Linked DNA regions of Triticum aestivum: region 1 is linked to region 2. A link is a contact called in public Hi-C data. All regions are on one chromosome and are shown on one strand. Each heading gives the region's core, a stretch centred on a gene start, on an enhancer-like site or on the middle of the called end of the contact. The rest is flanking DNA. Distances are from core to core; before and after follow the strand shown. Region 1 holds the start of LOC123187958. Region 2 holds the start of LOC123187957 (protein TIFY 10b).

Evidence for each region. Hi-C and Micro-C count contacts between places; a contact is called where the count stands out from the background.
Region 1: a Hi-C map of leaf shows a contact between it and region 2, with 4 times the contacts expected there. The contact joins the promoter of LOC123187958 here to the promoter of LOC123187957 in region 2. A contact is called at or near these places in 2 of 5 Hi-C or Micro-C datasets (both in leaf).

The regions. Positions count from the first base shown.
Region 1 is chr2A:128,964,679-128,969,681 of IWGSC CS RefSeq v2.1, reverse strand. LOC123187958 reads right to left here and starts at 3,530. Exons shown (of 5, transcript XM_044599970.1): 1 at 3,095-3,530; 2 at 2,909-2,959. The coding sequence starts at 3,478.
Region 2 is chr2A:128,811,732-128,816,597 of IWGSC CS RefSeq v2.1, reverse strand. It overlaps LOC123187957 (protein TIFY 10b), which reads left to right and starts at 2,503. Exons shown (of 5, transcript XM_044599969.1): 1 at 2,503-2,921; 2 at 3,186-3,330; 3 at 3,826-4,073; 4 at 4,178-4,235; 5 at 4,334-4,834. The coding sequence starts at 2,798. The coding sequence ends at 4,454.

The sequences.
Region 1 (5,003 bases), core at 2,281-4,780, 150 kb before region 2:
TGTGATGGGCTAAGTTGGGACACCCCTGCAGGGTTTTGAACTTTCAAAAGCCGTGCCCGCGGTTATGGGCAGACGGGAAATTGTTAATGTCCGGTTGTAGAAAACCTGAAACTTAACTTATTTAAAATGCATCAACCGCGTGTGTAGCCGTGATGGTCTCTTCTCGGCGGGGTCCGGGAAGTGAACACGGTGTTGGAGTTATGTTTGACGTAGGTTGTTCTAGGATCACTTCTTGATCATAGATTTTCGACCGTGCTTTGCCTTCTCTTCTCGCTCTCATTTGCGTATGTTAACCACCATATATGCTAGTGCTTGCTGCAGCTCCACCTCATACCTGTTACCCTACCTTTAAGCTTAAATAGTCTTGCTCGCGAGGGTGTGAGATTGCTGAGTCTCCGTGACTCACAGATACTTCCAAAACCAGTTTGCAGGTGCCGATGAAACCGTGCAGGTGACGCAACCGAGCTCAAGGAGGAGATTGATGAAGACCTTGTTCGTAGTGTTGTTTCGTTTCAGTTGATCAGTAGTGGAGCCCAGTTGGGACGATCGGGGATCTGTGTAGCATTTGGGGTAGTCTTCCTTTATTTTGGTTCCGTAGTCGGACCTTGATTGTATCTGGCTATTGTAATGTTACATTCATGTATTGTGTGAAGTGGCGATTGTAAGCCAACTATGTATCTCTTTCCCTTATGTATTACATGGGTTGTGTGAAGATTACCTCACTTACGACATTGCTTTCAATGCGGTTATGCCTCTAAGTCGTGCTTCGACACGTGGGAGATATAGCCGCATCGAGGGCGTTACATCAGAGCCATGACAAAGCCTCCAAGGAGGGGAAGGCACCCGCAGGCGTCAGACTCAGCCACGTGTAGTAAGAATTTTTCCCAAGCCATGACCACAACTCCCAAAGTCCACCGAAGCTAGAGCAAAACGGAGTATGCCGACAAGGCCAGCCACCATAGCAGGAGGAGACACAACTCGTCGCATCGCCGCCACCACAACCTAAACCTGTTCATGGGAAGCTCGGTCCAATGATCTGGCCCGGAAAACCCAGGCCGGTCCGGGCTACGCTTGCCTCTTGGGCCGGGCTCGGGCTTCATTTTACAGACCGAAAGAATATTCGGGTTAAGCTACCATTTCTCACCTTTTCAGGCCAGACTTTCGGGCTTCGGGTCGGGCCTACACATGTGTAGACTGAAGAACTAGATTCGGGCTCTTTCGTGCTTCAGGTTTGCATTTGGGCCGGGCTCGGGCTTGAGAAAGCACATATTTTCGGGCTTCGGGCTTGGGATTGTCACTTCAGGCTTTGTCAAGCCCGGCCTAAAACCAAGCCCGACCCGGGGTATGATCGAGTTTACCACGACCACCAAGCCAACAAGATCATGGGCAACCTCAACGGCCCGACCTTGGACTCGAACCCCTACACCATGCAAGTATGCATCCAAGTCGGCCCTGGCAACTCTTCCCAGCACCACGCCGATAAGAGCACCGCTTTAGCACCAAGCCGTATGATTTTGTGGAGCGAGACGCCTACCGCTGGGCGTCACAACACTGGCACCAGGGCCACCAAAGCCACACCGGGCTGCAGCGTCGTTGACTCCCCTCCCACACCCAAACCACGAGGCCGCATCGTCTGGCCGAGGGCACATCGCCATCGAAGTACCTAGAAGCCGCTCACCAAGGGGCAAACACGCCGAGCTATAGCCCACCCCATCGCCAGACCAGACTGGCGCACCATCCCCATCACCCCATGGCCATGGCCGGTCGGCGCTACCAAGAGCTCACCAGGGCCATCGTCCAGAATCCAACATGTGCCACTTGTGCAAGAAACGGTCGAGGACCCCGTCTCTTTGGGAGGGGGCACATCGCCACCGCGGCCGAAGTCGGCAGCCACGAGGGAGTCACGTGGGGGCACCTGTGGTGGGCTAAGGTTTCGACCCCCGAGTCGCCGGGGGGGGAAGGGTCAAGGGGGCAATCAGCGTGAGAGAGTGGTATGCGTTTGGCAGACTCTCTCTCTTCCTGTTTAAATGGCTCATGTCAAAATTCTAAGCAACCAAGAAATATGGTGAGCGGAGGGGCATGAGTTTCATGGGTTCAAATTTTCCCAATAAAATACGCCTCACATGTTCAACTCCTGAAGCAATAGTGCAACACTCCCTCTAGTTGGAGATGGGCATATGATGATAGTGTATGATACTACTTCTACAGTGCATAGTATCATAAGCTAGTATCTTAGATTGCCTCATTTACTATCATGCATGACACAATGTACATCATTTAATATGATATGGTATGCCAAATCTTCTCTTTTCTCATTTAATTGTGTGCCACATCAGCGAAAACGTCTAAGTTCACATGCATGATACGCTTATGATACTCCCATTGAGGACAGCCTAAGAGTGTAATTCCCCCTCTCTTATCTCCATGGATTAAATGTTGTGTCGGATTTGAAGCATTTTTAACTCACTAAGACTCAAAGTGGGACTAATATAACGGAAATCTGAAAATTTTGAGATAGGCCCTCCATACCGGAAGGGAGGGAGTATTTGGGAAGGGGAGTATGAATTTAGAGCAGAGAGTTGTATTGACATTAGAAATGGGATGAGTCGTTTTATTCCAAATCCTCTGTTTGGCGCATGATAAGAATTATGTATAAGAATGTTAGGAAACTTTATTTCTTTGCTTGGTTCGTGGGAATCAACGAGGGAATAGATAAGGGAAGATAATGTAAGTTATGGTGAAGGGTTAACATAATGTATGTTTTTAGGCATGAGTATAAATTCGTATGCCTAATCCCTTCTCAATTTCCACTCCCCGACACCAAAGAACAAATTTAAAATCTCGTGCTCATTCATTTCCCGTTTTCTAGTAACATCAAATCGAAATTACATTGAGAAGCCAGACTTACGAGCATCGTAGGAATCGCCACCGCTACCATGCTGATGAAGGCAACGGATGTCTGACAAGGCAACACAAGATTTGGGAAATAAGAAGAGACACTCCATGACCTCAAGATTGCAGCAATATGGAAGAATTAATCTTTCAAAAACTCAAATGGAAACTGAAATTAGATGGCAGAGGCTCAGTGCCTAACCGTGACGGCGACGAAGGTCAGGAGGAAGAACACCGGGTCCCCAAGACCAGCGCGGGCCGCAAGGTGATGGGCCGGAGGGCCCGCGGGGTCCCCGGCGCCAACGCTCTCCGCGTATCCCCCCGCCCCTTCTTGCGCCTCCCGCGCCTCATCCTCCGTCGCTCCATTCCCCTCCTCCCCCTCCCCCAATAACGCCGCCGCCGTCTCGCCTTTGGCTTCGGGAGCGCTGGAGAGGCGTTTCTTGGGGAGAGGAGATGGTGGGTGTGGAATACGCAGGGAGGCGAGGGGAGGGCGTGCGCGGCAGGGAGTTGGTGGCACGAAGACGGGGCGGAGGGGGCGGGGAGGCGGCAGGCGGAGGAGGCCGTGGAGCTGGCGCGCTGCCGCCATACGGGGACGCCTTTGCTGCCTGCAAACCCGTCGAGCGAGTAGCCGCACTTAATTTTGGTGGAATGAATTTGTTGGATTTTTTTCCTTTTTTTAATAAAAAAATGGTGAAATAAAAACGATATTTAGGCTGGCGGAGTATCCAGTGAAAATCACTAATCAGTGAAAATCTGGAAACTTGTGACCTGGGGCGTTGGATCGTTGACGGATGGTACAGATGAAAGGTGGGTTTGCTAACCAGCCACTTAAGTGTATTTTTCACATAACCCCTTGTCTTGCTGACTGAGCATAAATCTTTTGACGCCGCAACCCATGAACGATTCGTCTTCGATCTCTGCTGCGACGATGACTGCGCCGCCGGCTGTAAGCCCTCGCCCGCCGCCGGACGTGATGGAGAACGCCCGCGCTGCTCCTTTCTATCCCATGGCCCTGCCTCCTCCTACACCTGCACCGGCCGTCGTCGACGCCCTCGCTGTTCCATCCTCTCTCATGCCCCGCCTCGTCCTAGCCCTGCACCGGCCCTGTACTGGACACCCTAGCATTGTCTTTTGAGCTTTTGAGAGGTTGAGCATTTTTGTATCCTCCAAAACAAAGAGCGCTTGAGCGTTATATGTTGAGAGATTCTGTGATTATTTGAAGCTCCACAATATTTTCTGTTAAGAAACTGTAGTTGTTTGTCAGAATTTGTAGCTGTTCATGCACTGTAGCTGTCACTTTTAACATAGGAGAAGAACTCCAGATTGTATGATTTGGTGTACGACAAGAAGTCCATGCCTTGCAAGATTTCAAATTTCTGCTTGGCCATATTTTGCTTGGATGACCAAATTCAGTATCATTGGATATTGTACAACTGTTGAGAGCTTCAGGATTGCATATTTTGCCAACTTGAAGATGTAGCCTGGGAATACATGTATCATGTCTCTGTTTTTCGGTTTTACTCCATACATCATGTCATTTTTGTCAAAGCAAAGTTGTAAAATAGTTCAGCAAACCCGCACTGTAACCATCACTTTTAACATACATACATGCTGCATAAGCTTCTTCCAACAAAAGCTTCAGCGATACATCCACACTATGTCGAAAAAAAGATGCATAGTACAATTTAGATAAAACCACTAAGAATGTTTCTTCAGATCAAAACTTCTTCCTGCCCCGAGGATCACCACAGAAGTGCATGAACAGACCACCCTTGCACTGAATTCTGTGTAAACTTTCATCCAGCACACTCCAATGGAGCTCAACAATACATTGCAGTTAGAAGCTTATATTCAGAAATTTTTGTCTTGTACAAATTCCCATATTACAGCAATGGAGGACCACCCATCTAACTATCTAAGTTCAGTCATAACACCTCACAACATCAAAATTGCATTCAGAAATTTTGGCTTGACATGACAAGCTCGCACACGAAATTGGATAAATCAGGTAGAATGAAGCATTGCAGAATCAAGCTTTGAAGGAGCAACAGCCCATTCCGCGGCCGGCGTCCCCGGTGCGCCCGTCGTTGCGCACGGAGTCCTGTTGGCTG
Region 2 (4,866 bases), core at 1,254-3,753:
GGTTGATGGAGTCGTACTCGTCGTGATCCAAATCACCGATGATCCTAGTGCCGAACGGACGGCACCTTCGCGTTCAACACACGTACAACCCGGTGACGTCTCCTACGCCTTGATCCAGCAAGGGGAGAAGGAGAGGTTGGGGAAGACTCCATCCAGCAGCAGCACGACGGCGTGGTGGTGGTGGAGGAGCGCGGGACTCCAGCAGGGCTTCGCCAAGCACTACGAGAGACGAGGAGGGAGAGGGGTAGGGCTGCGCCAACAGGGAGATCGAATCGCGTGTCTTGGGCACCCCCAAACCTCAAGTATATATAGGGGGAGGGGAGGGGCTGCGCCCCCACCTAGGGTTCCCTCCCTAGGGGTGGCGGTAGCCCCCAGATCCCATCTGGGTGGCGGCCACAAGGGGAGGGGGAGGCGCACCTGGGGTGGGCCTTAGGGCCCATCTGCCCTAGGGTTTGCCCCCTTCCCCTCTTGGAGGTGGCTTGGGCCTTGGTGGGAGGCGCCCCAGCCCACCTAGGGGCTGGTCCCTTCCCACTATTGGCCCATGTAGGCCTCCAGGGCTGGTGGCCCCACCTGGTGGACCCCCGGACCCCTTCGGTGGTCCCGGTACACTACCGGTGATGCCCGAAACACTTCCGGTGGCCAAAACCATACTTGCTATATATCAATCTTTACCTCCGGACCATTCCGGAACTCCTCGTGACGTCCGGGATCTCATCCGGGACTCCGAACAACATTCGGTAACCGCGTGCATACTTTCCCTATAACCCTAGCGTCATCGAACCTTAAGTGTGTAGACCCTACGGGTTCGGGAACCATGCAGACATGACCGAGACACCTCTCCGGCCAATAACCAACAGCGGGATCTGGATACCCATGTTGGCTCCCACATGTTCCACGATGATCTCATCGGATGAACCACGATGTCAAGGATTCAATCAATCCCGTATACAATTCCCTTTGTCCATCGGTATGATACTTGCCCGAGATTCGATCGTCGGTATCCCGATACCTTATTCAATCTCGTTACCGGCAAGTCTCTTTACTCGTTCCATAACACATCATCCCGTGATCAACTCCTTGATCACATTGTGCACATTATGATGATGTCCTACCGAGTGGGCCCAGAGATACCTCTCCGTTTACACGGAGTGACAAATCCCAGTCTCGATTCGTGCCAACCCAACAGACACTTTCGGAGATACCTGTAGTGTACCTTTATAGCCACCCAGTTACGTTGTGACGTTTGGCACACCCAAAGCACTCCTACGGTATCCGGGAGTTGCACAATCTCATGGTCTAAGGAAATGATACTTGACATTAGAAAAGCTTTAGCATACGAACTACACGATCTTTGTGCTAGGCTTAGGATTGGGTCTTGTCCATCACATCATTCTCCTAATGATGTGATCCCGTTATCAACGACATCCAATGTCCATGGTCAGGAAACCATAACCATCTATTGATCAACGAGCCAGTCAACTAGAGGCTTACTAGGAACGTGGTGTTGTCTATGTATCCACACATGTATCTGAGTTTTCTATCAATACAATTATAGCATGAATAATAAACGATTATCATGAACAAGGAAATATAATAATAACCAATTTATTATTGCCTCTAGGGCATATTTCCAACACTTATGTCTATTGTAAAATATTGTTCGAGCATTCTAATAGAGTAGCAAACAATGTTGCCCATGGGCTTGCTAGGTTGGCTTAACTCCACCCTCCTATTAAATGGTTGAGGTGGCCGTAAATGAAATTGTAGCTTTTCTCGCAAGCGATGTGCTTATTGTTTCAAATGAATAAAGTTGGTATTTTTATTAAAGGAAATTGGAAGAGCAAAATTTCTACTGCTCGTTATAGTAGAAATAACTTAGCTAGTAACGTAACACACCCAGCATATGTTTGTTTATACGACAAGTAGTTAATGATAAGAGGTAACATAATACATTATCATAACATAACGCACCTCGAATCAAAATGAGCCTACATGTACATGAACTAAGACTTGCATGATACCACAGACAGATATGTTATGAAGTTTTACGAAGTTATGCATGGTACAGTACTAGTCTTATAACTTACTTTCACAGCGCTAAGAGATATTTGAGGGAGAGCAAGATTGAGAGAAATGCTACTCGTAGGAGTCACGAGGGAACAGTGATGGGGCAGTGTGAGGTCAAAACCCGGATCTGACCAAACAGGCAAGCGCCAGGCGCTCGTGCCGCGCCACAGTACAGCCACGATCGCATTCCGCACGGTGGTTAAGCACGCGCACATGGGGACGGCGGGGCCCCCACCCGCGGGTGAAAAAATCAACCCAACCAAGCAAGAGAGAGAGAAAGAAGGAAAGAGAATTTCGAAAGGTGCCGGCCGTGAAAGCCCCACCTCCCCCTCCTCCACACGAACCACGTGCGAAATTTCCCGCAATCATCGCGGTCCCTCCGCCCCGCTTAATAAATGCGCTAAACTAATCCAACCATCGAGATGGCACCCACGCTCGCACTAGATTAATCCGTTTTCCACCGCGGGGGCTGGATTTCAATTTTGCTTAGCCAGAAACCGCGTCCTTCCCTTATAAGCGCGTACGCACACGGCACACCACCATACCATCCCGCACCGCACGACAGACAGACAGCACGAGGAAGGCGAGCCAACCACCCACCACCGCCGCGAGGCTAGCACCACGGGCGAGCTCGGCCGATTCCGTTTGCGATTCCGTCTGCGCTATTGAGGTTTGTTTGGGGGAAGGGGAGGCGGTTCGGAGGTGGAGCTTAGGGAGAGAGAGACCGGAGATGGCGGCTTCCGCGAGGCAGGGGGAGAGGGCGACCAGCTTCGCCATGGCCTGCAGCCTGCTCAGCCGCTACGTCCGCCAGAACGGCGCCGCCGCCGCCGAGCTCGGCCTCGGAATCAACAAGGGTGAGGGGCCGTGTTTCGGGATTTGGGCGCTTCACCAGAGCTGTTCGCTGTTTGTTTATTTATTTATTTGGTTGGGGGAGGTTGCGTTCCGATTCGTGGGAAAAAGTTTCTGTCCTCTGGGGGGATTCCGCGCGAGATCTGAGTCTGTTTTCCCGATTTTGGGGACGAAGGTCCTCGTCGCGTCGATCTGGTCTGGAATTTGGTGGCTGGTGGAGTGAATTGAGAAATCCAGCTCTCTGATCTGAGGCTTTGATTGGGTTTCAGGTGAGGCCGAGGCTCACATGGCGGCGGACACGAAGAGCACTTTGCCCGGGGCGGAGGGCGAGGAGGCCGGCAGGAAGAAGGAGACCATGGAGCTCTTCCCGCAGAGCGCCGGCCTGCAGGACGCCGCCGCCCCTGATGCTACCAGGTATTTGACCGTGCCACTTTTCTCTGCTCCATTTTTAGCCTTACGCTAGTGCAAGTCAGAATCCATACATACAGATAAAAGTCAGATGGCGAGTGGAGAAACCTTTCTATCTGTTCGGTTTATCTGAACCGTACTGGATTATGCAAGGCCTGAAATCTAGCTGAGAGTGATTGTAATTAACCGATTTTAATATTTGCAACCAACTGCTCCCTGGGTTGAGATGATTTCTTCTTGGGATGGAGCAATCAACCATCCATGCTCCGAGTTATAATAGTACTAGGTTTGCTCATGCTCCAAAGCGTAGCTATTCGACCTTAAACCGTATCCTTATTGATACAAAGCGACTGATCGAGGTGAGTTTGTTTGTACATGAATAAAAAATACGGTTTCCCAGAGAACATTTCCCCTTGCTTGTGAAAATTGGTTAGGCAGCTAGTGCAAAACTGAAGAGTAGTCTGCAAGTGTACTTAATTGCTGTGTGCACATAAATTTCAGGGAGGAAGACAAGAGCCAGCTGACCATCTTCTATGGTGGGAAGGTGCTCGTGTTCAACGATTTCCCAGCCGACAAGGCAAAGGGCCTGATGCAGTTGGCTGGCAAGGGCAGCCCTGTTGTTCAGAACGTCTCTGCGACCACAACTGCTGCAGACACCGCCAAGGTCCAGACGGCCGTGCTGGCCCCGGCAAGTAGTTTGCCTAGTGATCCGGTTAATGCTCACAAGTCTGCTCGTCCGAATGCTTCTGGTAATTACCCAGTGATTTGTTGTACATATCCATTGCGTTGTTTGACATGTACGTTGCTTGTTCTTATTGTGTTGATTATTGACAAAATCTTTTCTGTCTTGTAGATCTGCCAATTGCTAGAAAGGCGTCACTTCACCGATTCCTTGAGAAGAGAAAGGATCGGTAAGTTGCTTTTGCTGTCAATGAACTCATGATCTCATGATCATCTTTTCTCACCACCACAGTTTATGGATCTAACTTGTGCTTTTGTTTTCGTATAGTCTGCATGCAAAGGCACCATATCAAGCTTCTCCTTCTGATGCAACACCAGTCAAGAAGGAGTTTGAGAACCAGCCATGGCTTGGACTGGGGCCGAATGCCGCCCTGAAGCCAAACCAATAAGGCGGCATGAAAGAAGCCTTATGCCCTTACCAGAAATATGTGAAATGTGCTTTGTCCTTAGAGTATCAACAAGTCATGAATATTTTATCCCATATCATGTTCTAGCGTTTTGTTTTAGGTTATGGTTCTATGTTATTCGCCTCCATAGTTCCGATGTAAAGAGAAGTAGCAAATGATGATGACCGGTGCCCGAAGCCCGAGAGAAGTTTTGGCATGTTAACACATGGTGATATTGAGTTGGCCATGCTAAGGAAAAAAAGTTAGTGCAAAGAAACATAGCTGTATCCTATATGTGAACTCTGATCATTCCGTATTGTCATTGAGTTTTATCCTTGATTTGTAAAAGCAAGTGATTGTAATGGATTCATATTATGTTTGTATTCCCGTGGCTGTATGTTTACATGATTCGGTT